Regions from separate parts of the Mus musculus genome. Here regions 2, 3, 4, 5 and 6 are each linked to region 1. A link is a contact called in public HiChIP or PLAC-seq, Micro-C and promoter capture Hi-C data. All regions are on one chromosome and are shown on one strand. The core of a region is the stretch at or near the end of the contact, and the rest is flanking DNA. Distances in the headings are between cores, read along the strand shown.

The links. Promoter capture Hi-C pulls out the DNA fragments that hold promoters and counts their contacts. Hi-C and Micro-C count contacts between places; a contact is called where the count stands out from the background. HiChIP or PLAC-seq counts read pairs in DNA pulled down with a chosen protein or histone mark. Capture Hi-C pulls out chosen DNA fragments and counts their contacts.
Region 2: a contact with region 1 is called in a promoter capture Hi-C map of adipose tissue, with 2.5 times the contacts expected there. The contact joins the promoter of Gclc here to the promoter of Gsta4 in region 1. A contact is called at or near these places in 1 of 39 promoter capture datasets (embryonic stem cells), 8 of 484 Hi-C or Micro-C datasets (CD4 T cells, CD8 T cells, double positive thymocytes and 2 more), 3 of 115 datasets of contacts at active chromatin or transcription factors (embryonic stem cells, large pre-B cells and thymic regulatory T cells) and 2 of 9 other capture datasets (adipose tissue and liver).
Region 3: an HNF4G HiChIP or PLAC-seq map of pancreatic cancer cells shows a contact between it and region 1. The contact joins the promoter of Cd109 here to the promoter of Gsta4 in region 1.
Region 4: a contact with region 1 is called in an H3K27ac HiChIP or PLAC-seq map of microglia, with 4 times the contacts expected there. The contact joins the promoter of Slc17a5 here to the promoter of Gsta4 in region 1. A contact is called at or near these places in 1 of 484 Hi-C or Micro-C datasets (CD4 T cells), 2 of 115 datasets of contacts at active chromatin or transcription factors (extraembryonic endoderm stem cells and microglia) and 2 of 9 other capture datasets (adipose tissue and embryonic stem cells).
Region 5: a Micro-C map of embryonic stem cells shows a contact between it and region 1, with 3 times the contacts expected there. The contact joins the enhancer-like site here to the promoter of Gsta4 in region 1. A contact is called at or near these places in 1 of 39 promoter capture datasets (embryonic stem cells), 5 of 484 Hi-C or Micro-C datasets (all in embryonic stem cells) and 5 of 115 datasets of contacts at active chromatin or transcription factors (embryonic stem cells, extraembryonic endoderm stem cells and pancreatic cancer cells).
Region 6: a promoter capture Hi-C map of the HPC-7 cell line shows a contact between it and region 1. The contact joins the promoter of Elovl5 here to the promoter of Gsta4 in region 1. A contact is called at or near these places in 4 of 39 promoter capture datasets (the HPC-7 cell line, cranial neural crest, liver and 1 more), 2 of 484 Hi-C or Micro-C datasets (CD4 T cells and Sertoli cells), 2 of 115 datasets of contacts at active chromatin or transcription factors (embryonic stem cells and memory CD8 T cells) and 1 of 9 other capture datasets (liver).

What each region holds. Positions count from the first base shown.
Region 1 is chr9:78,189,316-78,193,964 of GRCm38.p6, reverse strand. It overlaps Gsta4 (glutathione S-transferase, alpha 4), which reads right to left and starts at 1,999. Exons shown (of 7, transcript NM_010357.3): 1 at 1,901-1,999.
Region 2 is chr9:77,752,719-77,757,367 of GRCm38.p6, reverse strand. Gclc (glutamate-cysteine ligase, catalytic subunit) reads right to left here and starts at 2,833. Exons shown (of 16, transcript NM_010295.2): 1 at 2,409-2,833. The coding sequence starts at 2,558.
Region 3 is chr9:78,613,539-78,618,187 of GRCm38.p6, reverse strand. Cd109 (CD109 antigen) reads right to left here and starts at 2,642. Exons shown (of 33, transcript NM_153098.3): 1 at 2,236-2,642; 2 at 1,139-1,311. The coding sequence starts at 2,306.
Region 4 is chr9:78,585,584-78,590,232 of GRCm38.p6, reverse strand. Slc17a5 (solute carrier family 17 (anion/sugar transporter), member 5) reads left to right here and starts at 2,188. Exons shown (of 11, transcript NM_172773.3): 1 at 2,188-2,359. The coding sequence starts at 2,266.
Region 5 is chr9:78,524,654-78,529,302 of GRCm38.p6, reverse strand. No RefSeq gene overlaps it. Among named protein-coding and RNA genes, the nearest start is that of Eef1a1, 45 kb to the right of the region's middle. Within about 2 kb of position 1,897, at least 404 of the 459 cell types and tissues checked have an H3K27ac peak or open chromatin away from gene starts, as enhancers often do. A contact at or near this core is called in embryonic stem cells, extraembryonic endoderm stem cells and pancreatic cancer cells, where this site is marked.
Region 6 is chr9:77,915,331-77,919,979 of GRCm38.p6, reverse strand. It overlaps Elovl5 (ELOVL family member 5, elongation of long chain fatty acids (yeast)), which reads right to left and starts at 2,615. Exons shown (of 8, transcript NM_134255.3): 1 at 2,454-2,615.

The DNA.
Region 1 (4,649 bases), core at 750-3,249:
GATGGCCTTATCTGATATCAAAGGGAGGCCCTCTGTCCTGTGGACATTTGATGCCCCAGCTCAGGGGGGTGCTAGAACAGTCGGGGGGCGGGGGTAGGTGAATGGGTGGAGGAGCACCCTCATAAAGGCAAAGGGGAGGGGGCAGAGGGGGGTGGGATGGCAGGGTTGTGGAGGGGTAACCGGGAAGGGGAATATCATTTGAACTGTAAACAAATAAAATCATTTTTTAAAAAAAAGTCTTATGTATTTACTTTGTTGTGCCCAGATTGTAAAAACCCCAAAGAGACCATCAGGAATCACAACCTGCTATAATTGCATGAGGGTCTTTATTCAAGCTCGAGCTTGGGCCACCAACCTTCCTGATGAAACAGGAAAGAGAGTGAACCCCCAGGTCTAAGTGAAGGGGGTTTATAAAGGAAAAAACTGCAGGCCGGGTTTCCAAGCCTTGGCATTCCATGAGAGGGTAAAGGAATTCTGCTCTTCAAACCTGATATCAGGTTTGTTCTGACAGCGGGGCGGAACGTGCAGCTGGAAAGGAACCTTTCCGACCTGGGAAAAGTACCTTGTGCTATAGGAAGCTGGTGTAGTTTTACAACTGGCCACAGCTGTCTGGGAACACTTAATTGTCTCTTTTTCATAGTCTAAGAGTGGGCTGTTATCATTTCAAGGGTATTGGGTTCTGTTTCCTTCGAGGGCAGGAGCCATCTGCACCTGAGAAAAGTTGGTTGTTAATCAAAAGGGGGTATGAGTCTCAGGGGAGGCTACGGGATGCTGCTTTCTTGTTCCCAAGGCTGGCATTTGCGCTCCCGAGTACGTACACACACACACACACACACACACACACACACACACACACACACACACACACACACACACACACACACACACACACACACACACACACACACACGAGCATCGTCACAGGGAGGGAGTGCTAACTGCTCTGACTCCACACAGGGCCAGGAGAGTGTAGGATTTGATGTGCAGGTTTCTCAGGTCTCTTCAACTTTTGAAGTTATAATGTGTGAGGGTGTTTTGGTGTGCCCAGTCATACTTAAGCTGTGCACAGACAACGCACGCGTGTCCATTGGATAGATGTCCATTTGCTATTTTCTTCAGAATCATGAGAGACTAGAAGTTAGACAGACAGGGAGAGGGGCCATGGATATGTAAGAAACCTGATGAACTTCCAAGATGGCTGGCTTCTTCTATACCCTCCAGGCTGAGACAAAAGCCTGGCCCCTTAAAACCAGGGCCTTGCAGGCTTTTACCTCCCAGCAGCAGGCCACTGCTGAGGGACTAACTCAACACCTTCTAGGCCATCTGGATTAGGGCTGGTTTACACGAGAGTCACAGGCCAGAGAAACTTCTTTTCTTTAAAGTGATTACCCTATATTGGGGGGGGGGGGTCTTCAGAGACTAAACAAACAAACAAACAAACAAATCCAGCCCTCGAGAAGAGATCGGGGATTTTTAGATTTTGTGGCTTCAGTGTTGCAGATCTTTTCTCTGTGTGTCTGCTGCATGTGGGTGGTTGCTTGCCTCCAGCAAGCCCCCTTCTTCAGCTGCTGAGTCTCTGCTCCTGTCTGCAGGGTTTGAGATTTCTTCACTGCTATCTGTTGCAGTTGAAATTCCTCCTGCCTTTTAATTACTTAAATGGCAGAGAAAACGAACCCTACCAAGACCTTTAGACCATACCAACCGCTCATCTACTAGGCAGAAAAAATTTGTGCCTTTTATTTGGCCTAAACAAGCTTTGAGATAGTGAACAGCAAATAAATCACAAAGTTAAAACAATTGCGGATTATAAACTGTAGCTTTAGCAAAATTATGTAACTACTCAGTGCAAGAGGAGTACACACACACACACGCACGCACACACATGTACGCACTCACTCACCTTATTCTTGTGGGATTGTTGTCTCCAGGCACTGGAAAGAAGCGGTTCTGCGAGCGAAAGTTCACCGTCCTGCAGGTCGTTTTGGAAGCTCCGCCCACCAGCCATTGAACATTTAAGAAATGTACACGCCCCCTAGGCACGTTGGTTAACGCTTTGTTTCCCGGGGAGAAGAACAGGTTTGCTCTAAAAGTTTTCGCTGACTCATTACTGAGTACACTCTTTGGGGGTGCTGACGCGAGGACTCCGATTCCTGTGCTGGAAGTGTTTACATTCTCTACGGGGGAACCCAGTAATATAAGCAGTTCAGATAAATGCACTGTATTCAAAATAACTATAACATCAACCTATTGAAAGGTTAGAGCTTGCAGATTTGTGAATTCATTGTATTCATTGCCAACAAAAGTACAGTAGAGAGGAATCAGCGACTGGGAGCATCGTGCTGTGGTCCATTCTTGTGATGCTAAAATAGACACTCAAGACTTTATTTTTGAAAACAAATTAGAGACGTACAGTTCTGGAGGTTGGGCAAGCCAAAATTGAGGGGCTTTCTTTCACTTGCTGAGGATGGGGTAAAATAAAAGAAAAAAAAAAGTGTGCCCTCCCTTGACGAGAGAGAAAGCGGCAAGCTCGTGCATTCACCTTAGGGGTGGACTCCCGATGAATGGGAAACTTTGCCCCCTCCCTCTCTTTCTCCTTAAAGAATTTTTTCCCCTTTCATTTTACCCTGTAGAATGGGGCAGATGGTTAAAAAGGCATGACCGCCATTCCTGGAACAGTCATAGGCAGCCCATCAAGAACCGTTTGTAGTTAAGGTTACAGGTGGGGCATAGCTCTGCCTTTGAGAAACAGAGGTACAGTCATGAACAGGAATAAACCTAGTTTGTCTTTACTGTAGGACGGCTTTGAAGCCTAAAACTGAGGCAAGCTAGTTCTTCAGTACCTAACCCGCTCCTCAGTGACATTAATTCACTCGTGACAGCGGAGCCCTCATCCACCTTATCACCTCTTTAAAAGTGCTGCCCCTCAAACCAGTTGCCCCAATGCAAAATGGCTTACGTTTCTGTAACAGGCTGGCAAAAATACATTTGAAAAGAGACACTTTGTGTCTCTCAGTCCGACTATCAGACTACGGAAACAATGGACCTCAAAGAAAAGGGACACTCCCCAGGAATCCAGTCAGAGGGGGATCTTGTCTCCTGGGAAACATTCCTTTGGCACAGTTTCTAAGAGTTAGTCAGAACGTCTTACAAGATGAGACTGAAGCACAGAAAAGCAGTGAGCACACGTGACCACTGCCTAGACCAGGACCGCTTAGATGTGCGTGCCTGAGGCTCTCTGGTTAAACTCTGAACTCACTTCAGTACCTGGAAGATGGACTTGAGGTGGGGAAGATGGGTGTGTCCCTGGATGCCTGGATCCCTGTTCTTTTTCCATATTGACTAAGTTTCCTTTTTCTGCTCTCTGCCCCCACCCCCACCCCCGGCCCCCCAAGACAGGCTTTCTCTGGTCTAGCCCGGCAGCCCTGGAATTTGCTCCCTAGACTAGGTTGGCCTCAAACTTACAGAGGTCTGCCTGCCTTTGCTGGGATTAAATCAAATTTAATTGTAGATCAATCATCTTAACTCTTAAAGGTGAGAGCAGGTTTTGATTTGGTTGTGGCAAAGAATCTTGGTAGGATGATGAGGCTCGAAAGAGTCCGGGAACTTAAGAAAGGCTCATGAAGCTACTCTTTGAGGTTAAATTAGTAAGACAGTTATGGAAGAGAGGCTGCCTTTGTGCAGCTGACTTCAAGCTGTCCAATAAGCTCTGGGATATAGCTCTCATTACCCATGCTGAGGTGGACTTCTCAGAGACGCAGCTTCCCTAATGTCTCCCATACTCCAGGAAGTGATCCCTCAGTCACGCTCTGTAAGTAACCATGGTAAACTAAGTGGTTTAGCAAGATAAATGGGCTTCTAAATAAGTTCTCCTTTGTCTGTCACAGATGCCCTATCTTGGGTGAATAGACATTGTTTGTATCTTTCCAGGGAACGAAAGCCACTAGTGGCACCTGAACAAGGACTTATGGATCCAAAGATGTGTCAAGAGAAGCAATCCTATGTTCCTTGCTATGGGTAATAAAATATCTCACCAAAGACAGGGAGTGCTGGAGCATGTGTTTAATCCCACACTGGGGAGGCAGAGGCTGGCAGATCTCTATGAGTTTGAGGCCTGCTTGGTCTACAGAGCAAGTTCCAGAACAGTAAGGGCTACACAGAGACACACCCCCTTCAAAAACAAACAATCAAATCTCACCAAGGCTGAACTGTCTAAGGGTAGGACATCCTTGGGTGGCTGTCTTCCTCTAGGTGTTGTGGGGTTGTTATACCCAGTTCTCGGGAACCCCGGAAGAACTCTAGGAACTGCAAGTTCGATATGAAAACAAAGAGAGCCTTTATTCCTGGATAAAGAGCTGGATCCTGCTCAGGTTAGGGATGCTATGCCCACGTCCAGAGGCTCGGAATATATATGAGCAGGGATCCTCAAATGTTGGAGTTACATGAGTGGGGAGGTGACAAGGGAAGGACATCCTTCAAACCTGATAACCCAGGGGCTGGAGAGATGGCTCAGTGGTTAAGAGCACTGACTGCTCTTTCAGAGGTCATGAGTGGCTCACAACCATCTGTAATGAGATCTGGTGTGTCTAAAGACAGCTACAGTGTACTTATATATAATAAATAAATAAATCTTTAAAAAAAAAAAGAAAAAA
Region 2 (4,649 bases), core at 1,584-4,083, 440 kb after region 1:
TAGGTGTGTGTACTCCAAAAGTCATGAAGCCCCTGGAGGGGAGAGACCAAGGCTTCACTGAAGTGTCGTTCAGGAGCACCAGAACGGTGGGGGCTTCTCCTTACCATCTAGGAACTTCTCACAGTTCTAATCCTTCCAGTGTCAGGCTATTTCAAAGGAAACGTCCAACACTGGAAGGTTGGGGGGGGGGGGGAATCAGTTCATAGATTTTTTTTTTTCTTCTCATATGTTTACATTTTTTTCCATTTTTTATTAGGTATTTAGCTCATTTACATTTCCAATGCTATACCAAAGGTCCCCCATACCCACCCACCCCCACTCCCCTACCCACCCACTCCCCCTTTTTGGCCCTGGCTTTCCCCTGTACTGGGGCATATAAAGTTTGCAAGTCCAATGGGCCTCTCTTTCCAGTGATGGCCGACAGTTCATAGATTTCTATGTAACTTATGACAAGAATATTTGCAAAAAGAAATTTGGAAATGCAATATCAGCAGGCGCTAAGTTTTCAAGGGATATTGCTGATGTCATCTAATGTAGGAACAGTGCTAGCCAGGCAACTTACTGTCGGAGGATTACCTGTGGAGTCCAACTTCTCTACAGACCTGCCTAGCATGCTCTGTTCAGGAAGTCTTAACTGTCAGGCAATGATGGTGTACACCTTTAAGCCCAGCACTCAGGAGGCAGAAGCAGGCGGATCTCTGCGTGAGTCTGTGGCCAGCCTGGTCTACACAGTGAGTTTCAGAACAGTCAGGACTACACAGAGAAACCCTGTCTTTAAAAACAGTGTTAATTGGTTGAAATGCTGGGCCCAACATTCTCCCCCTATACAGACAGAATACAAGTGCACAAGATTGCCTGGCTTCTTCAGTCTCCTTGATAAGGATTGTGGGGAGGAAGGTAAACTTGGTACCGACTCTATTCACCAGATCCCGTCACGATGGAAATGTGTGGTACACCTGAGGTCCTGCTCTGCTGTTCCTCTCACACCACTCACTTTACTCGTCTGCCATGGGAAGTCTCTCCAAACAGGCAGTTAGTTGTACATGCTCTTCCTGCCAACAGGGGGAGCGTTTTTTTTTTTTTTTTCTAAAACAGAAAGAAGGATCTGGATCCGGGAGGTTCCTGGTTAGTAGAGAAAAGGCAAGGGGCATGGTGAACCACTGTGCTTCGACTGCACTGAACATCTGCGGATGAAGTTCAACTCCAAATGGTTATAAAGACATTCATTTGTTTTTATTTTTGTCTTTATGGAGTCCTAGCAAGACAGCGAAAAGTAAATTTTTGATTGCTCAACAGTGGCTGGTTCCATGAGAACCTTAAAGGACGCCACAATTTGCTGCTGCCAACTATATATATTTCCTAGTTAGGCCCTAGGAAAAACAAGTGGATAAAACCCATAATATCCCTGCCCTGTATATGATACACGGAACACAAATGAAGAACTGTCAAATGTAAATACACAACAAACTTTGGACTAAAACTGGAGAACTGCCAAACGAGTGTGTCCCTTTCCTGAAAGAAAATGTGGTGATAGACAATTTTTTTTGTAGGAATATATATTAGTCCTAATACTTCCTTAGGCCAAGCATAATTCTTTCAGCTGCAGATGGCAGAATCATCTACCAACATTAGATACAGAAAAACTAACTTTTCGCAAGCTAGTCTATGCCGGTACAGCAACACTTTGAAACTTAGCCCAAGGATAATACTAAACGATAAATACATACAGGAGTGGCACGCTATCTGCCGTAAATGCCAACCCCACACAATAAAGGTCAGACTCAAGAGGTTATTTAACTTTATGTATCTTTTTATCAATGTGCTTATTTAAAAATAGGGGATGCACACACAAAAAAATGTTTTTAGCGTTGCCGCTTTCAGATGGTTCGAACAAATGGGTCCCAGAGATCATGCACAAGTTTTAGCATTGACTGGTAACGCTTAGCTGCTGGCTCTAACCAGTCTTACCTAACCTCTAAGTTGTAAGCATTTACAGTTAAACCGGATAATGAAGTCTCCCGTCTTTTAGGAAGACAACCCCAAGTCCTTAGGTCTAGCAATGTATTTGTTGCAATGTATAACTCTAAAGTTTGCGGACAGATGTGAGATGTGTCAGGCGTTTAAGAAAAAGAGCTAGAGAAAACCGAGGGCCGAAGCAAACACCCTGGAGATTTGAAACGTGATAGCAAGCCAGCCGGGCAAGTCGGTCCTGTACACACTCATCTCCAAGGCGAACAGTGCGACCGGACGCCGGGAGGCAGATATTCACACTCCTCCCGCTCAGGCCCTCCCTGTGTCCGAGCGGCTTGCCTCCCGACAGGAATGAATGAGCCCGAGTGGCCAGCGCCGAGCCCGGGCCGGTGGCGGGGCCGCGGGCGGCCTGGCCGAACAAAGGCGCGCGGGCTCACCTCGTCACCCCACTTGAGCACGTCCTTGTGCCGGTCCTTGACTGCGTGGTAGATGTGCAGGAACTGGAGGATGCCGTGCCTCCGCACGTGGTCGGCGTGGCGCTGGGTCTCTTCCCAGCTCAGTGGCGAGCCTTGGGACAGCAGCCCCATGGCCGCGTCCTCCTCCCGGCCGCAGCTCCGCTCTGGGGGCGCCCTCGGGCCGCGCGGCGGGCGTCCCGTCCGTTCCCGCTCCGGCTCGGACCCCGCCGCGCGGTTGACAGCCCGGGTCGGGGTCTCTCGCCGCCGCCCGGTCTCGCGCTCCCACGCCGGCCCTGCGGCCCTGGCCGCCGCGGCAGCGCTCCACTCGGCGCCGCCGGTGTCGTGCACGGGCTTCCTACTTGCGACCCAAAGCTGCGGCGACACAGAGCATGCCCAGTTCCGCGCCTGCCGCTCCGTGCGCCGCGCTCCAGATTTTATAGGCTGCGGCGGGGGCGGGGAACGAAGCGGCAGGTCGTGGGTGGGGCCTGGGGCGGGGGCGGGGCTGAGGCCGAGGGTGTCCGCGGGGGGGCGGGGCTGTCTGCGAATAAGGACTGAAAAGTCTGGGTCCTAAGAGAAAACTGGGTCAAAAAAAAAAAAAAAAAAAAAAAAAAAAAGGGAGGGGGGGAGAGGGAGAGAGAGAGAGAGAGAGAGCTGAAATATCTGAATATCTGTTCAACTCTGTACTGGTAGAAAGGGTATAAAGTTAAGAGTAATCCTTTTTTTTTTTTTCTTTTTTCTTCTTGGTTTTTCAAGACAGGGTTTCTCTGTGTAGCCCTGGCTGTCCTGGACTGGCTTTGCTGGACTCGAACTCATAGAGATCCTCCTGCCTCCCATGTGCTGGGATCAATTATGTGCACTACCACGCCTGGCTGAGTAATACTGTGTGAGTGTGTGTGCGTGTGTGTGTATGTGTGGTTTTTCGAGACAGGGTTTCTCTGTGTAGCCCTGGCTGTCCTGGAACTCACTCTGTAGTCCAGGCTGGCCTTGAACTCAGAAATCTGCCTGCCTCTGTCTCCCAAGTGTTGGGATTAAAGGCATGTGCCACCACTGCCTGGCTGAGTAATACTTTTTAATAAATGTTGTACGACTCCACATGGCATGGATATGCATAGAGTTGATTGCTGGTTATTTACATGCGTCCATGTATGGGCAGGGATTAGATATATGTATATCATCATTGTAAACCCTGTACGTTAACTATTTGCCAATGGGATCTCTGGTCGGCACAGAGATCACTCACTGTGCAAAAGAGGTCTTGTCTTGTCTTGTCTCCAAGTGTGCAGTGTGAGAAGTTTCTTCAGAAGTTTCCCCACCTTCAGAACCGAAGGTCCATCCAGCGGTGGTCATTCTATTGCTCAGGAGAGCTTTACCCTGAGTGCGGAAGGCTCTGGGAACTGGATTCCGTGGGAACGAAGGGAAGGTACCTTGCCCGAATAGTTATTCGATTAATGTTTTGCAACTGTATAAATATATGCAGTAACTAGATGATCCATTCATGTACAGAGGGCAGAAAACATTTATTACACCCTCCCCCCCCCCACACACACATTGTAACTACATTTTCAACATGTAGTTACTTAGAGACAAGATCTCACTAGATAGCCCAACCTGGCCTTGAACTCCAGGCAGCCATCGTGCCTCAGCCTCCTGAGTGTTGGGATTAGAGGCATGGACTTCCACATTTGCTTTAGATTTAATAGTTAATGAACACTCATCACAACATTCAATGAACACTAATCGATGAATGCATGATAGGAATATTTCCTCATTGAATGAGGCCATCAAAGAGCTTGGGGCCACAGATACTGAAAGTGTGGCTGTGATTTGCACAGTGGAATGCATTTAAGTATGTGCACAGGTTAGATGGCATCTAAAACTGAGGAGACATGATGCTGTCTCTCTCTCGCACATAGCTGGAATAATATTCTTTTAAAAAACCATTCTAACACCACCACCACTCAATCTTCACTACTTACTGCCCACTACCTTATTGTGTCCTCCCCACCATCCTTGCTAGGTTGTTAACTATGTTCTGATCCACCATTCTTTCTTCTTTTCTGGGTGCTGCAGATTCTCCAGCTGATACACTCCTTTGAGTCCTGACTACTCTGTGTTGTGCCTGAATTTGTATCACTATATATGTTGGATACTGGCTTTCCTTAGAGTACCGGTGATGTCTGTGTGTTTGTGTGTGTGTGTGTGTGTGTGTGTGTGTGCGCCCGC
Region 3 (4,649 bases), core at 1,393-3,892, 420 kb before region 1:
TTAAATTTCCCTACCCAGCCAGTCAACTTCCTGTAGAGAAAGAGTCACAGAGATGCATAAACTTCTATCTCACTTGATGATATCTTTCTTTTTTTTTTCCTATGCTGATAAAGGGCAAATTATTACATGAGGTATTATTGTGAAATCCTGCATGCATTGTATGCTCTTAAATGACTTAAAAATAAATAAGTAAATAAACAAATAACTCGAGTAGAGGAATTTACACCTCAGTTTCTGGTATAAACACACATTTAGATAAACACACATTTAGTTATATTTGACTTTTTTTTTTTTTTGCTTTTATTGACAATGCTTAACAAGTTGCACTCACTGGATATGTAAGTGCTCTTGTAATCAGGAAAAATGGAGAATATATATCCATTTTAATGGGAAAAAAGATGTTTTGTGTATTAATAGTCCCTAGGTTTAATTTTCCCTTAATAGTAGAAAGAAAAAAAAAGATACTCCTGACCATAATTAGAACTCAAGCTTGAAACAAAAGATGTTGGTTCTCTATAATTGGCCAACACTTTTCACAAGGCTCTCTTCCCCCTCCCACACTCACATCACCTCTAAGCTACTGGAGTTTGTTTTTCTTTGTTCGTTTGTTTGTTTATTTAGGTTTTGTTGCTGCTGCTGCTGTTCTATAAAACTGAATTATGTCGCTCTTCTTTCCTTCCCACTGGCTTACTTAATAAAATCCACTGCACCCAATAACCATGGTGTTCTGTGAGACAGGCATCTATCTCTGCCCATTCTCTGGGTAGACACTGGCCTGCATTTCCCACCCTCCTGGCCATCTGTATATGAGCAATGGTGGCAAGCAGAGTTTCCAGGCCAGGCCCACAAACACCTCCCACGTAGGAAACTCCGGATGTTCTTCCCCTGCAGTCTGATTCGATGCAGCCACACACGGAAGGAATCTGGCTCTTTGTCCACTTGTTGGAACACTCGGGGACAATTTCAGACTTCACAGGTGTTAGAATCAAACAGGCACCTGTGGAAGTCACGGCTAATTTGCAAAGGGGCACTGTGGAAATCACTGCAAACTTGTTTGTGCTCCTCTGTTGTGTTGCCTAGCCCAGGGCTCTATTACCATATTCCAAGTGTGACTGTTAGACAGTGCAGTTTCTCTTACCTCTGTGAAAGACTCCTTCTGCTTCCAGGATGGATCTCGATTTGTTGGAAGCTATCTTGAACACCTGAGCCTTTACAAGGACCTGTGGGGGGCTATTTTCCAGGAGATCCACCCCAATAGTCACATTTGCTCCGGGTCTGATGATCCCTGGGGCTGTCACCAGAAAGCGGGACCTAAAGAGTTGCCAACAAAAGAAAAGCAAAGTATCTTATTTACACACACCCCACTTCGATTTCTGAAAGGGGGTGGGGGATCTCTGCACTGCTCCACTACACTATTTACAGTGAACGTGGTGCCTCTGCTGTTTCGTAAGGCCATGAAATGCTACGGAAACCATAATTCCTCAAACAGTTCAAAGGCACAGGAGCCAGAAGGGAAAAATAAGCCACTGCAAAATGCAAGTCTCCAAGCCTCGTTAAGGTGACTTCATCTCCACATTATTTTCTTAGGAAGCACGCGCACGAGCGCATGTGTGCACACACACACCCCTAGATTTATGATTCAGCCTGCTCAAATCTATATAACGGGGGGGGGGGTCATCTAACTAGTCCCATTAATTGAAATCACCACCTGACCACCTGAAAATAAATACCCAGCAATGAAATCTCCGAGTTAGGAAACATGAAAGTCCCCCAAGGAGGCCGGGTGTGGTAATTGCACGCCTAGACTCCTGCCACTCAAAACTGAAGACTGCCCAGCCTGAGCTACAAATGAACACACACACGTAAAAATAACGATTTCTTTGCTGGGGGAAAAAAAAAACCACTTAAGAAATGGAGCAATTTATACAGTCTAATTTTTGTTAATCTTCCTACAGTCTTTGATATAGCATTCTCATCCTACTCCGGTCACCTCAGTCACACTGACAGTGTCACGGTAGAAACATCCAGTTTAGAAAAAAAAAAGTCTCTGAAAAAGAGGTACATTATTGAGGAGCAACAAGTTGCGAGGCAAAAGGCAGAGCAGCGTGAACTACAGCTAGAACGACGTTCTTTGACAAGTTGTCGCAGCACAAGGACCCTAAAGAAAGCCCCCCTGGCGGGTCCCACATGCCGCGCGCATCCCCTGCGCGGGCGCCCTCCAGCCCGCGCTCCTACCCTGGGGCGGCCAGCGCGACCGCGCACAAGCAGAGAAGGTGGGCCGCGCTCAGGAGCCTCCGACTGCGCATCTCGGCGTCTGCCCGTGGGGTCTGCAGCCCGCCAAGTGCGCGCCCTGCGGGGTGTGGTTGGCCACCTCCTGCCCTGGCCTGTCCCGCTTCACACCAGGGTTTAGCAATCTGAAATGGGCGCGCCTAAAAGCAGAGGGATCTAAATTGAGACTTGATGGCTCCACCCATCCCGCTGCATCACAATGGCGCTTCTGGCTTCTCCCAGGCTAACGTCGCGCTGTCCCGTTGCTGAGAAAAGCGGTCTCTGCACGCGGTGGCCACAACCTGGCCCCAACTTTCCTGCTCCCCAGGGAGAACATAGGGAGCCCATTTCCCCCGCCACCGGGAACCTGGGGTTTGTTTACTCTAGCGCTCTACCAGGGATGCCCGGAGTGAATAAGCAGGCCCATCCTTGTGAGCGGCATCCAGGGCAGCTATGTGAACTGAGGAAAAGTCAATCATTGTCCTCCAGACGATGAGTCAGAAGTTTAGGAAAATGGCAAGCGTTCGCGTGCCTACACACACACACACACACACACACACACATGCACATTCACACATCGGTAGGTATATATTGGTAGTTTCTGTATATGTATGAAAAAGCGGGGGGGGGGACTTTTTTTTTTAAGATAAAAGTTGATGTTTACTTAACTCCCTAAGAAAATGTTACGGTTTCTCTAATTTAAAAAAGGGTGCCTACCCCTGAATGTGACCCCAGCACCTAGTTTTTATTTAAAGAAAGGCGGGAGAGGAAGAGGAGGGAGAGAAGGAAAGGGGAACATGGGGGGGGGGGGGGTCTGGCACAAGTAAAAAGTTACGTGATGCCACTTGGAACTCAGAAGCAACTGCTTGGGAAAATGGTTGGGTCCTTGTAATCATCGCTAAGCACATTTTTCTGCCGAAAGTACTCATTAGAATCCTGAGTTTGTAACAATTTGTCAGAACATAGGGTCCCGAGAGAAGTGTGGCGCTGGGAATGAAGGTGACCAGCGTTCGTTGGTGCCCAGCAATTACTGATCACTGCTTTTCTGAACCCAGGTTTTCTGAAGCTGCCTCCCCCACACCCTACTTGGCACCACCCCTGTCTTCAGATGACTCGGTTTCACCATGACTACCCCATAAAAGCCGGGAACTGCCAAAGACTTGGAAAATAGGCACATTCAGTCCCTGAGGACTTAAACTTTCTCATTTCCAAAAGGTATTTTAGATAATGACGGTCTGGTTTGGAACGAAACGCAACTAGAGAAACGTTGAATGTTTTAACTGTCTGCTAAATGGAGGGAGGTGGCACCTGGACCAAGTGTGGGTTTGGGAGCACAGAAATTGCTTTCCTCCCTTCCTGTCCCGGCCTTGGTCACCCTGCTGAACGTCTGAAGATATCCCTTGTGTCCTGTTCTAAGGGCAGCCTATTGTTAGTGGTCATCATCCTGTGCAAGTGGGACTAGGGTATGGTGAGAAGTGTCTGAATGTGCCACGGGGTGCAGCTGGCTCTTGGCACAGCTGCTAGACTGATCTCCTCAGCTCCCTGATACAGGGAGGAGGAGCAGGTTCGAGTGTGGGCAATGAGCCAAGTTCTAAATCTGTGTTTGTCACACTCTACTGTGTGTGAGAGTCACATCAAGATGTGGATGTTGATTCAGCCGGTCCCGGGTGGAAACTGCAACTCTTCTTTCCATCCATGGACAGCAAGTAGTCCATAGAGTCTCCAGGTAGGGGCAATTAGGGACACTGATGAGAAAAACAAAAAAACAAAAACAAAAAGTTGGAGTAACTGGGTTACTTCCCAAGACAGGATTTCATAGTAAAGGACAAGAAATGCAGTCGGGGATAAATATGATATGATAACAAAATATGATAGCATTGTGTTCCAAGATTAATAGAGAAGATTAGAACCAATAGGATCATTTCAACCGTGCAGTCTTTAGGTTGCTATAACCTCCAGGTTTATGTCTTCCTCATCACGATACACTTTTGGTAACAGACTCAGCCTCACAGGATGTCCCTATTACAAGGACGAATAGACTCAGAAAAAAAAAAAAAAAAAAAAAAGAAACCCTGTCTCAAAAAAAAAAAAAAAAAATCCCTCTCACTTCTATTTTTTTTTTAATTTCCCTTATATTTATTCAGCTCTTCTTCCAAACTCCTGGGAAACTGTTTTTCTTTTTCTTTTCTTTGTTCTTTTCTCTCCCCTATCATAATCTTCTTCTACATCCCTCCTTTTCTCTTGCCTCTCCTCTATTTATTTTTCCCCTTTCCCTGCATCCTTCCTATATGTCATTCATTAACAATTTCCTCAATTTCCCTAAAGAGCTTTCAACTTTGTGGCAAATTCTGTGCTAATTTTGCAATGTTTTATTTCATAAG
Region 4 (4,649 bases), core at 939-3,438, 400 kb before region 1:
GAGAATGACTGGTGTTTGGGAAAAGAATAATACTCACCAAAGAAGTGTATTAGCAAAGGTGTGGTGTTCTCAAAGCTAAGTGAGAATTGCACCCAAGTGTCTCAGCAGCTACTATATATATGATTTTGGTGGCCTTTAAGTAACAGCTTAAAGTGTTGTTAAGAATCGCCCCACATACACACACACAAGCAGGGCAGGATTGATACTTGCCTTTAATCCCTGCACTGGGGTGACAGAGGCAGTCCTGGTCTACATAGTGAGTTCCAGAACAGCTAGGGCCTCACAGTGAAACCCTGTCTCACCACACACACACACACACACACACACACACACACACACACACACCCTTCAGTAAATGATGACAGGGTGCCTGTCAGTGCCGTGGATAAGACTGCCAGCTGATCCAGTAAAACCATGGATCATAAAGTTGCACAAGAGTGTACCCTAAGTGGGGCTTCTTGTCAAAGTCTTAGAAATCTCCCCAGGTTTACAAGTCTGGGAAAGGAGAAAGGTCATTCTGGAAGGATGCTTGGGCCTTACATATGGTCCTTCACAGCAAATCATGTTAATTGTGCAGAAATTCTTAGCTCAGCTGGCAGGATATGTCCCCCAGACCCGGGAGTGAGGGACTCCTTTCCCATGTCCCCACAAAGCCAGCCTTCCTATCCTACCTCGAACTCTGCGTACTGACTTTGCAACTTTTCTGTAACCTGAACCTTCTCAGGTAATAAGTGTACTTAAACATGGTGCTGCTGATTTCAAACTCCCCAAGGCTGTTGGAATCTGATTCCCTATGTTGGAAGATTCCCTTGGCTGTCCCTGCCAAAAAGGATGATCTTAGCAATAAAGGAGAGGAGATACAGTGTTGAACAAACCTATTGGCTCACACAGGATAGCAGAGGTGCAGAAAGATGAGAACCCCGAGGCTAATGAAATCTGAAGCCGTCTGTTGGAGGAGTTCAGGGGTGGGGGGGTGGGTACAAGGGGATGAGTTAGGGAAGCTGGGTTTGTTTGTTTGTTTGTTTTTGTTTTTTTGAGACAGGGTTTCTCTGTGTAGCCCTGGCTGTCCTAGAACTCACTCTGTAGACCAGGCTGGCCTCGAACTCAGAAATCTGCCTGCCTCTGCCTCCCGAGTGCTGGGATTAAAGGTGTCGCCACCACGCCCGGCTTGAAGCTGATCTTTTTGTTCTAATCAAACCTTCAAACAAATTGAAATCCACTCACATGGAGGACAAGCAAACTGACACATCAAATTAACCACACCAGAAGTGCTGTTTGTACATACATTTTATAAGAATTTGCCAGGCGGGTATGCACAAACTCAAGGGCTTTATCTCTACAGCTGTCTTTTTGAAAACTTGCCCATCAGCATTTACTGGCCCAAGAGTTAGGGATATCTTTAGTAAATCTCAGTCAGCCCTTCTTCTAGACAGGGGCCTCACCTGACTTTCTGAGCCTCTGCTCTTCCTTGGTCTGCGTGGAAATCTCTAAGGGCGTCTACCACATCTGTCTTTTCCATCGGTCTGCAGATATGGCTTTTATTACTCAGAGGCCCGATGGCCCCACCAAGGCTGACTGAAGCATTTTCCTAGTTCCTCTTTCTTAGAGTCAGCAGTAGGGAAAATCTGTCCAAATTAGATTTACAGAGAAAACTCCCCCACGCTCATACATCACGTGGCCTGCCCGCTGGGGATGTAGGTCAATGGTATGTATCAGCGTTAGTCTAATATGTGTGAGGCCCTGGGTACAATCAACAGTATCTTCCTAAAGAGAAAAGGCAGCTGCCTACATTGGGGTTCACCTCTGAAACAGTCAATTTCGTCGGACAAAACATGATTTCCTTTGCTACTTTTCAAAAGCCATATGCTGTCACAAAACGGACAAAGACTGAAAACTATTATAGACATTTAGAAGGCAAATAGTCCCTGCCCATTTCCCTAGCTCCCTATCACTGCGAGATGCAAACCCCATCGCCGCCTTCAGGCTGTCCAATGCCCGGGCTTTTACTAGTGTAACAGAGTCCTGGGCTCCCTACCGCTGGTGACACACATCTTGCACAGCGCAAACGCCACGCCCAACCCAACCCTGCCCACAGCGGGAAATTGCCCGAAACTAAAATGGCGCCTTAGGAACAGGCAACCAGATATGGGCGTGTCCTGGGGCGGGGCAATATCCTGCCCCGCCCAGCCAGCACGGCGAAGGGCTGTCCTGCCGAGAGCTAGGTTGGCCAAGCAACGACGCCGGCACATCTGCTCTCCAGGCGTTATGAGGCCCCTGCTTCGGGGTCCGGCGGGAAACGACGATGAGGAGAGCTCGGACAGCACCCCGCTCCTGCCGGGCGCCCGGCAGACCGAAGCGGGTGAGCTGCGGGACCACCGAGTGATTGCTAGTGGCAGCGTTCCTGGCGGGCGGGTGGTTCCCGGCCGTGGGCGCCTTGAAGGAGTGGCTGCGGGGTCGGGGGGACAGGTAGCCGCTGTAGTGCTGTGGGTCGGGACGGAGGTGCCTGTGGCGCTGGCGGGACTGAAGCAATTCAGGGTCGGAGGGGTACCCGATCCGAGTCAATAAGCAAAGGGGCCAAAGTGCTTCTTGCTCCCCTCCAGCGGCCGCCAGGTTTCCGCTTATGCCGGCCTGTAAACATGTGATCTGGTAGCGCCTTGTTGGGGAGGAGAGACAAAAACAAAACAACAACAAAGAAGAGTTAACAGCTGTTGAGTGTGCGGGGGACAGTTGCATAATCCCGCGAATATCTTGTGCTGTAAGACACCAAAATATTGCAGACATTTCTATTTTTTCCTTGTCTATCAGACTGCAATTTAAGTTAGGAAACAGGTTATTCTCAAGATAAGATATCTTTAGCACTCTAAGACAATATGCCGTACTAGAGGTCTTGCAGGTGCTACTTCAAAAAGCATCTTCATTGCGGGGGGGGGGGGGGGGGGCGCATGTTGCACAGAGGTATAGTCCTTGCCTGACAAGGTTCTAGTCTCCATACCCACCATCCCCCAAAACACAAGTATGTGTCTTCACTGGATTTCGCTACACTTTTGTAATGTAGCTTCCTGAAGCTACAGAAAACTAAAGGACAAATCGGCTTGGACACATTCAAGGATATAGGTGTGAGAAAGAATTGAACTGGAAATTTGCCTTTGTTGGCCCGGAACAGTCTTCTGTCGGTATGTCTTTTGTTGACATTACCAAAGAATTCTTTCGTAACTGTTTTAACCATCCTTCCCACTTGTGTGGGTAACTACCCTACTTTCTGACTTTATTCAGACTACTTCTGTTGGCTTTTGGGTGATCTGTTTTGGTTTTGTTTTTATTTTTAGAATAGTTTGTTAGGGAACTGGAAAGATGGCTCAGCAGTTAGAGCACTGGTTGCTCTTCCAGGGGACGAGGGTTCAGTTCCCAGCACCCACATGGAAGCTTACAACCATCCATAACTCCAGCTCAAGAGAGCCAACACCCTCCCTACTCAGACACACCTGTGGTACACAGACATACATACAGGCAAACATTCGTACATAGAACAGATTTTTTTTTTAAAATCTAAAATAGAATGTTTTATTTTGAAAAGTGTAAGGCATCAGTAGGTCAAACCTAGGACTTGCATTTTTTTGGTTGGTTGCTTGGTTTTCTTTGAGACAGGGTCTCATGTAGCCCCAGCTGGCCTCTATTTTGTAGCTGCAGGTGACTTAGTTCTCCTGACCTTCCTGCCTCCACCTCCTGAATGCGTGGTAAGCAAGCATTCTGTCCACTGATTCACACCTCCTGCCCCCTTGGCTTCCCTCTTGGGTTAGAATCGAAGTTTGACACTTTGCCACTGCTCTGGATTCCCTGTCCCTGTCCTCCGTCATCACATCCTCCTTGGTGCCACAGACACGTGGCACCGGAAGTTGCACGCAAGGCCGATTGCTCCGCCAGTTTGGTAGGGATATCTACCTTCCCGGCCGTCCTGTCTGTTCCACTAGGAGCCTCGTGCCCCACAAAGCTTAATTTCCCACAAATGAGAAATACACTTCTTAACACGTGAGCTCGATCTCCAGGATCCAGAGAAGGCAGTGATAGCAATTCAGTTCCTGAAGTTTCTGTGTGCTGAGTAGTGTTCTGTGTACTTTGCGGTTCATCTTCATCGTTCTGTAACAGGAGCTCAATACAGTAAGCGCTCGACGGTAATGTGAACTATTTGTTAGTAAACCAGCTCGGGGGAAGGAAGGTCCTATGTTCTCCCTGTGCCTCTCTCACATCCCTACTTCTGCAGGCCCTGGTCCTGCTTTTGCTAGAATGGCTGTGCTCACACCCACCCCACCCCCGCAGCTACCTGGCAACTTCTGCCCGTTGAGGAAGCCTCTGTTAAATATCCCTCTTCCAAAAAAGACCTTTCCTGGCTCGTCTCCCGAGATTCTCAGGCCTCCTTTCTCCCTTACATAGGTACGTAGCACTTTATTTGATTAGAAATGCTTTCTCAGAGCCAGCCAATGATGGCACTCGCCTCTCATCCCAGAACTTGGAAAGCAGAGGCAGGCGGATTGCTGAGTTCAGGACCAGCCTGGCCTAGAGCAAGAGTTCCAGGATAGACAAGGCTACACAGAGAGACCCTGTCTTGAACCCCCTCCCCCAAGCAAACAAACAAACAAACAAACAGAAAGTGC
Region 5 (4,649 bases), core at 648-3,147, 340 kb before region 1:
ATTTTTTATAATGACTACTGAGATTTAACTCACATCCCACCCAACTCACCTTTTGAAAGTGTATAGCTAAAATCGGGGTTGTGGCTCAGGGCAGAATGTTTATCAGGCACGTGGAAGGCACTGTCTGGCGGCACGAGCCCAGCACCGCACACAGTGCAGAATTCAGTGGCTTTTCTTACCCTGTCCTGCCATTTTGCTTTATCCACTTATCCCTGGGGGGACTTAGGGTTCTCTAGTTCGAGGACGTTGTTAATAAAGCTGGTGTGAGTTGCTAAGAGACAATTCAGTAGATAAAGATGCTTGCTGAAGCCGGGCGTGGTGGTGCACGCCTTTAATCCCAGCACTCGGGACGCAGAGGCAGGCGGATTTCTGAGTTCGAGGACAGCCTGGTCTACAAAGTGAGTTCCAGGGACAGCCAGGGCTACACAGAAAAAACCTGTCTCGAAAAACAAAAAAAAAAAAAAAAAAAGATGCTTGCTGAAAAGCCTGAGTTCCATCCCAGGCACCACGAGAGGAGGGACTCTCATCACACACACACACTACGTAATTTAGAAATGATTTTTTTTAATAATGCTGATAAGTACACTCATGTGTAGACATTCTGTATTCCCAAAACAAAAACTATTAAGACAGACCAAACAAAACGTTAAAAGCATTTGTGAATAGTGAAGGAGGGATTAGGTTTTCTCTTCTAAATTTTCATTTTATCTTGTTGAGACTGGGTCTCCTACATCCAAGGCTGCCCTTCAGTCCCTGACCTTGCTGCTTCCACCTCACAAAAGCCAAGACCTCAGGCCTGTGCCACCAGAACTCCTTTATTTAACTAGAATGTTTGGAAATTAAAAAGAAAAATCAATCATGGGGGGGGGGGGCGGGGGGAGGACCGTCAGGGTCAATCTGGAACTGACTAAAGGCTAAGAAAGCCAAAGCAGGCCTCTCTGGCGCTGGGCTTTAAGTGCCTGCACCCTCGGGCATCGCCGGTTTGGCTAGGCTGTAAAGTGGCACTGTGGGACAAAGTGGCACTTGTTGATATTCACGGCAGCCACGGGCCTTGCCAAATGGCTGATTTACTTTGCCTGGAGTTTGTCCCTCAGCTCTGCCTCTTCCTACACTCTCTTACCCCAGTATAAAGCCCTTCTTTTTTAATGTTTTTTTTTTTCTAATAACCACATTTTTCTATTTTGAAACAGTTTCAGGAAATCCAAACTGGCCTCAAACTGACTCTGTAATGAGGGCTGGCCTGGATCCCCCTGCCTCCACCTGGCGGCAAGTGCTGGGATTGCAAGCATGCCACACCACGCCCAGACAGTCATTCATTCACGCATTCGTTATTTATTTACTTATTTTAATAATTTAAGTCCGTGTGTGAAGGTCAGAAGACAGCTTATTGAAACCGGTTTTCGGTTTCCGCCTTCCCAAGGGACTGAACCCAGGTCTTCAGGCTTGATAGAAGCTCCTTTACCCTTGGAGCCACCGAGCCTGTCCAAAGATTTTTAAGAGAACTATTTTTAAAACACACAAACGCTCTTCTCTTCTGACGCTTGGGACTTACGACAGGTTCCATGCCGCACTCACCTTCCGCGTGAATTTTTTGACACCCCCCCCCCGGCCCCCCAGAAACTCGGATTTGCCCCACGGCAGCGGGCGTTTCCCCTGGGGGAGGAGCAAGAAGAGCTTACAGCACTCGGGAAGCACGAGTTTGACTCATGCCTTAGCGGACTCAGGAAACCCGATTAGCAAAACCTAGATTTCTTTGTCTGGAGAAAGGAGATGACTCACAGAAACCACGTGCAAAAGAAAGGCATTTAAAAGGGCTCGATGGAAAGTCACTGCGGGCTGGGGAGCCCCTGGCGTCACCCGCCCGCGCTCCCGCCTCTGGCCGCTGGAGGCAGCAGGGTCACGAGGCAAAAAGACTTTCCTGACCCTTGCTTCTCAGTTTTTGTTCTAAAAGGCAATGTTAGCTCCTAACCGCAATTCTGGCCAAGTGTGGTGACTTTGAAACCAAACCTGGAGCCACAATGTTGTTAAAGAGCCACGTTGTTATTAAGTCTCCATACCTTACAAGAATAAATTTGTTTCCTAAGCCTAATAATGTATTCTACAAACCATGTTTTTCAACCTGTGCTTAACTTGTAACCCCATGATGTATATACCCTTTGTAAATCCCTTTGCCTTGCTAAACCCCTGAATCTGTAAGCTATGATTGCCCTTTTGCCTTACGGAAATGTTTTTCCAGATACCTTGATGAGTGCCCTTCCACACCCCACAGACTGCCTTAGGTCCTGAGTAGCCCCTCTCCTCCACCACCATGTCCCCACCCCAACTTCTATGTCCAGGGGCTAACAGCCAATTATCTCAACAGCTCTTCTCTATCAACCCTAACCCTTCCACATATAAGAGACCTCAAAAGCCAGTGAGGGGATGTTCTGAGACCCGAACTTAGGGAAAGTGCACAGTCTAAACACAGCTTGCTTTAATCAGACAGTCGTCGAAATAGTTTTTTTCTCCGGTCTAAGGTTGACCCACATTTTAAACCCCAACACTAGGAAGGCACAAAGGGCCATTTCTGTGGATTCCAGGCCAGCCTTGTGTACATAGCAAATTACAGCCCAGGCTACATAGACCCTGTCTCGAAACAATATTGCCTTTAATCCCAACTCTAAGATCAGGTGTTGAAAGTCATCCTCAACTACATAGTGAGTTTGAGACCAAAACTGCAGGGCCCCATACACAGAATAGGAGCCTGGCATGGTTACATATGTCTACAATACCCAAGTGTAAACAGGTGAAGTTAGAAGACTGCAAATTTGTGGCTAGCCTGGACTACAAATAGAAACCACGTCTCAAAATGGAACAAAATCAAGAACTCCACCTCTGAAACCTTTGGCCCCATTCCCACTATAGCTGAAGGCCAGCATGGATCTCAGTACAGAACTGGCTTTTCTGCCAAGAACAGGGACTTCAGAAAGAAGTTGGCTGAGGCCTGGAAGTTAGAAGGTGGTTCCTTAAAAATGCAGTCAGTTGTTTAATAGAGAATTTGCTGTCTTTGGGATTTCTCCTGCAGAACTTTCGAGGAGTAGAGAAGCTTCAGCCAATATTGAGAAAGCCAATAGAAGTCAGACATGGTGGATGGACCATTCCTGCAATCCTAGCACTTGGGGTGTAGAGAAAGGTGTGCTAGCTCAGAATCAGCTAGGACTACAGTCTTAGGCCAGCCTTGGTAGATAGCAAGACCCAGGCTCAAAAAGAACTAATTTAGCTCACGGCTTTAATTGCAGCCCCTGGAGGCAGAGGTAGGCAGATCTCCTTGAGTTCAAGGCCAGTCTGGTCTACAGCTGGAGCTCCGGGACAGCCAATGACGTGTTAGAATGGCGGGTAGCCGCTCAACAGCACACTAGGCCAAAGCAGTTCAGCGTGGAAAAGGTTCTATTGGAAGGGAGAGACAAAGTAGTGGCAGAGAGAGAAGAAGAGGGGGAGAAAGAAAAGAGGGGGAAGAAAGAGCGAGGAAGGGATGTTCTCCTTATTTATATGGAAAATGACATAACAAGTAAGGGTGGGAGGTGAGCCAAGTGAATGCTGGGAAGATGGTGCCCGTTGTCTTGGCAACCGGTCTGGAGGTTGCAGGTCGCGCTGTGGCCTATGTGATATCATAGGTTTGGAATGTCCTGATGCCAACATACCTCCCTTCTTGTTATTATAAAGAGAAGGGAAGAAAAAGGGTGTGGGAGCAGGGCGTGGTGGCGCACGCCTTTGATCCCAGCACTCGGCAGGCGGATTTCTGAGTTTGAGGCCAGCCTGGTCTACAAAGAGAGTTCCAGGACATACGGAGAAACCCTGTCTCAAAAGAAAAAAAGAAAAGAAAAAGAAAAAGGGCGGGGGGAGCCGATGGTGAAAAGGGAACGAGGGTGTCGTGTCTCTTAAGCTGCTTCCTGCTGTCTAGGGGTGTCGTCAATTTTGGGGTGTAGTCAATTTTGGGGTGTAGCTGGCTCTCACCATCGGGATCCACTAGACAAACATTCACATCGGGTTCCTCTGTGGACAGCAGCTCTTCTGTGGGCAGTGGCTGGTAATCCTGTAATAGCTGATTAATAGTTTGGTTAGAAGTGTTTTGTATTTGTCGTTGAAGAAACGTAGAAACAAGATTAATGAAGCAAGGAGCAAATGATACCGCCTGGAAGATGACTAGGAAAGGTGTTACGAAAGAGTATCCACTTCCATATAGGATTTTCAAAAATCCCAAAACTGGAGGTCTCACGGTCTCTGAAGTTCTTGATGTCTGACTGTAGCTCCTGGCTTTTATTTCTCACTATCCTGGATTGGTTGGCGTAGAAACAGCATTCTTGGAGGAACAAGCAAAACCACCTTCTTTAACTGTCAGGACAGCTAGCCTCTGTCAGGTCAGGGAGATGTAAGGCTGCGTGCGGCCTTAAGGAGAGTCTGTTGGAGCCTCCGAAAGGGCTTGGTAACAGGTTTGAGAAGTGGTTCGTGGGTGGGGGCCTAACACTGCTTTCATATAAGGGGAGAAAAAGAAGGGAAAAGGAAGGAACCCAGGAACATAAGAAGTTAGCCATTCCTAGGAATGATAAAATCTCTTCCTCTGTAGAAGGAACAGTCTGAGACTGAATCAGACTTTTTCTTGTGGATTGGGG
Region 6 (4,649 bases), core at 1,366-3,865, 270 kb after region 1:
TTTTAAGTTAGCAAATAGCACAATTACATAAATGACATGTAGCTGACTAGACAAACAATCCAACAACAGACAGATGTAGTGAGAAGCTGGAATCCTGGAGATAAGGCTGTGTGTTTTTCAGAAAGTCAACATCTCTGGGCCTTAGCTCCAGGTTTGTTTGTTTGTTTGTTTGTTTGGGTGATTTGAGACAAGGTTTCTCTGTGCAGCCCTAGCCCTGGAACTAGCTCTGTAGATCATGCTGGCCTTGAACTCATAGAGATCTGCCTGCCTCTGCCTCCTGAGTGCTGGGACTAAAGGCAGGTGCTACTATCACCTGGCTGCTAGTTCCAGGTTTTTTAACAAAAAGATGGGTAATGGGACTCCCTAGAGGACCCTGGTTTGTGGAAAGAAACACTTAGCAAATCTGTTCTTAGCATCAGTTCATGACGCAGGATTGAAGGAGCTCAGTGGCAGTGTTTACTCAGCACGTGTGAACTTCTGGGTTCAGCTCTCTGCAGCAGGAAAAACAGAAACAAGGCATGGGGAAAGCAGCCATGTGAATGGCCTCTGAATGGGAACGCATGCAGGAAAAGACAGGCAACTGAGAGGAAGTGGTCTATGATATTGTGAATTGGCAGGCAAAAGTAGAATACACACACACACACCTCACACACACACACCCCTGGGAAGGTTAGTGTGTGTCAGAGTTTTTTTGTTAGGCAACAAATATGCTCTACTCTGCCATAGTTCCTGGAAGACAAGGCAATTTTGCCTCGATTTGTATGTAGACTTCAAGTTGGAAATCTAGCACAAAGGTGAGTACTTCCCCTCTAACAGCAGCACAAGCAGTAATTAGCGGAACTGCTGGGGGAAAGAATTCTGTGAACAACAGGCATCCAAAGGCTAAGGCTCTGGCCAAGAGAAACACTGTTAATCCCAGGGAAGGAAAAGGAAACATTTATCAAACCACTATTTAGCAGACCCCCTGTTGGGTTCTTCCATTTACAGTCTCTTGAAACCACCTAATAAATAAATCAGTTACATGGGACCCGGCTGGCTGACAAGGAAACCGAGTCAAGTAAGAACTACTTACTAGTTACCTATTTTGAAAAACCCAACACCCATGTTTCCTATTCATGGTTAAGTTTACCCTCCATTCTGTGAAAGTATATAACATTCCTCCTTTCTGTCTTCAGTTCCAAACTGAAAGACAAAAAGAGAATAGAAAAGGAGATGGCCTATGGTGGATGTTCCTGGCACTGACGTTATCAGGAGAAAAATCTCAAAGGAAAGTAGCCCCCCCCCCTTTTTTTTTTTCAAGGTCAGAGCTTTCGCAGAGAAACCCGGCAGTACTGGGACTGACTAGATAAACGATGCACCTGTGCCCAGCCATAGATAAAATCTACGGTGTGCATTCGCATTCATCTAATGCAAAGCTGACTGTATCTGTAGATTTTTGACCCAAATGCTGTGGCCTGAGACTTTGCAAAAGCACAAAGACTTGCAAGTACAAACCAACAGGTTATAACTGCCAAGCGGTTAGAGGAACGAATTACAAAACCAACAGACAACACTGGCCCTCCTGTACAACTGTACAAAACACTTCCTGCCACCAGCCCTGACATTAAAAAAACAGAAAGACAGTCGAGGCTTGGGAGGAGGGCTGCTCGCTCCCCCACAATTTCTTATCAGACTTCTCCCCGGGTATCCTCCAGCTAGGGAGTCATGCGTTGCATTCTTTCAATCGCCCCCTCCCCTTACGAAAATTCATCCAATGCATCCTTCAAATTTGCAATCAAGGCGCCTGGAGATAAGCATAATGTAATCTAGAGCAGGGACGCCAAGTTCAAAGGTGCCGAAGGCTTCAAGATCGTCTAAAAAGAACTCTCTCTGGACCTTACTATCTCCACCTCAAGGATAGGGGAAGGGGAAGGCTTGCTGGCAAGCAAACAATAAAGGACACTTTCCCTAAAACTCTGAGCAGCGCACTTTATGGATTCGCAGACTCCAGGCCGTTACCCGCAGCTATGCGTCCGCGTCTCCACCCTCCCGGGGCAGGCTGGGCTGCAGATACCCGCTGGAGTGGTCGCGGGAAAGCGGGCGTCCCTGGCAGCAGCAAAGGAGAGGAAAGCAGGGAAAGGCCAGCGCGCGGCCCCAAAGCCCGGTACTGCACGGACCCACGCGGACTCCTCCTCGGCAGCCCTTACGGTCGCTCAGAGAAAGCTCGGAGGAAGATCCAAGCGCGCCGCCATCCTTCCCTGCGATCTCCGCGCCTGTCAGTGCGCCAAAGTGGCTGCCACCCACGAACAGGTGCGAAAGCATCCATCCCGGCGGAGCTCCGCTCGGCCCGCGCCCCGCGCTCGCCGGGCCACGGTGCCTGCCGCCCCCCGCCCAACCCGGACCTCACGGCGCCAGCAGCCTGGCCGCACCCCAGTGCCTTGGCACCCGCCAAGTTCCTGAAGCAGGCGGCTCACCTCTCTGCCTGAGCGGCTACGGGGAGCACCGGACGGCAGCAGGACCGCGCGAGCAGGAGGATGTGCAAGCGGGCGCGGGAACAGAAGCAAGCTGCAGCCGCGATGCAAGAGGAAGGCGCCCGGCAGCTTCAACCCCGGCGTGGGCTGACCGTGACGTCACAATGGCGCGGCCAGCCAATCCGAGCCCGGAGGCAGGATCAAGCGCTATGATGTCATGCGGCCTTGGAACCAATCCTGGGGCGATAGAACTTTCGTGATTGTAAATTCCAGAATCAGATGCGGTGAGCAGAGGAAGCCAGGGTTGGTCTCCTGTGGTTCACGTGTCTCGGGGCAGTTTTCTTGCTTCTTCCTAATAAGCCTGCGTGGGACGCAGAGTCTGCGCAATAGCCACAGTGAAGTTCTGGATGCCCTGAACTCTTTCCAACAGCCGGGGGGCAGGGGCAGGCTTGGCGGTGGTTTTTTTGTTTTTGTTTTTGTTTTGGCAGGTGCCCACCCACCTAACGGGTTTCGCCACCATTGTGAAGGGGACCCTTTTCATGGTTTTAGCAAGGGTTCTAAAACCTAGGTGGAGCTGCTGTTGCGCAAATTGAAGCAACAGAAATCACTCAGAACTTTGCAACCGTAATTCTAGGATAGGTTGATCACACACTATTGGGAGTTTTGATATTTCTACTCTACGAAATTATCAGTCTTGTAATGAAATACTGTAATGTCTTTCAGCTGGGCAAATTCAAAGACTTAAAAGGGACGCAGGTACAAACATAAGAGCCTTTCTAGTTTTCGCTGCTGTTTGATAAATCAAGGCCTACAACTCTTACTTCAAACGTTAGAAATGTAACCTTTTGTTGTGCCCCCTTTGCTTTACACCCACTGACACAACACAGCCAAGCAGTCATTCAGTGTAGAAACATTTTTTTTAAATTATAGTAAAATGTTTATTGTATATTCAGCAATGTTCCAGGACCCAGACCACTGTCATAGGAATACGAATATACAAACTATAAACATTAGATAATTTAAACATTCACAAATTGCTGTAGCAATAACAATTAGTTGCCATTCATTTCTATAAACACTGAGTAAGGACCGCCTTCCCCGCAACAGTGCTGAGTGCTAACCATAAGTGCATGTCTGTCTGTCTATACAGGAAGTGTCGTTCAAGTGGCATGTGAGTGGTCATCTGTGCAACCTGGCCTCCTAGCATTCACCGTGTTCATTGTAATTGTCTCGTAGCTTTCACATACCAGGGACCGCTAAGATCTGTAGGCAAGTAATGCACTAAATCTAGCTTGTTTCTCCCCTCAATGGCATTTACAAGGCTCGAGGCATCATCTGCGACAGTTCTTTGTAATCTGGAGTATGACAAGAAGTCCTAACCATTTTTTTTTTTTTTTTGAATGGGTGAAGCATGAACTCAGCGGTGCCATGTTTGATCCCTGTTTCAGCTCCACTTGCCATCCGTGTTCCTCCTGTTCAGGATTCTTAACTCTTCTCTAGGCTATTTACTAGCAAGGCATACTCTTCTCTTCCTAGGGTTCCCAGTGTGTAATTTACATATGCAATCAGAGGCAGGCGGGACCTTCCCTGACACAGCAGCTAAATTTACTCCACTCCACAAGGTGTGAAATGACCAGCCTCATAGCTACCCCCATTTTAGTATCTTTGAATTCAAGTGTAAATCTGCAAGAAACGCACAGAACTTGTATAACCTCCCATCTTAGCTATTTTTTTCCCAAATAAAAAATCCCTATTCAGTGCCAGGCTTACTAAGTGATGGAATGGAAGAGAAGTGCTTTGGGTACCATGAGAACTGGATTCTTGGCCTCAGGAACTATAAGAACCATGAGAAGCTATCCCTGCCATTTTACCTAGCATATGTGATTTGAGATAGTTCTTTAGTAGTGTTCATGTGGTAATATAAAAAAATGTGTTTTTTCTATTAAATAATAATTTTATTCTCTATTTACTTTTAAATTATGGCAGCACCCCCCACCCCAGACACTTTGCTCTTCGTTTTTATCAGTGAGCCTACATCTCCTCTAATACACTTCCAAGTATGTAAGGACTGCTTCAGTATTACTTTTGAGGAAGGAATTATTTAATATCCTGGGCAATTTGTTTTATTGCAATAGCAGCTGCAGTTGAATTAAAAATGCAATTAACAGCTTCATTATAATACCGAATTCTAATGACTGA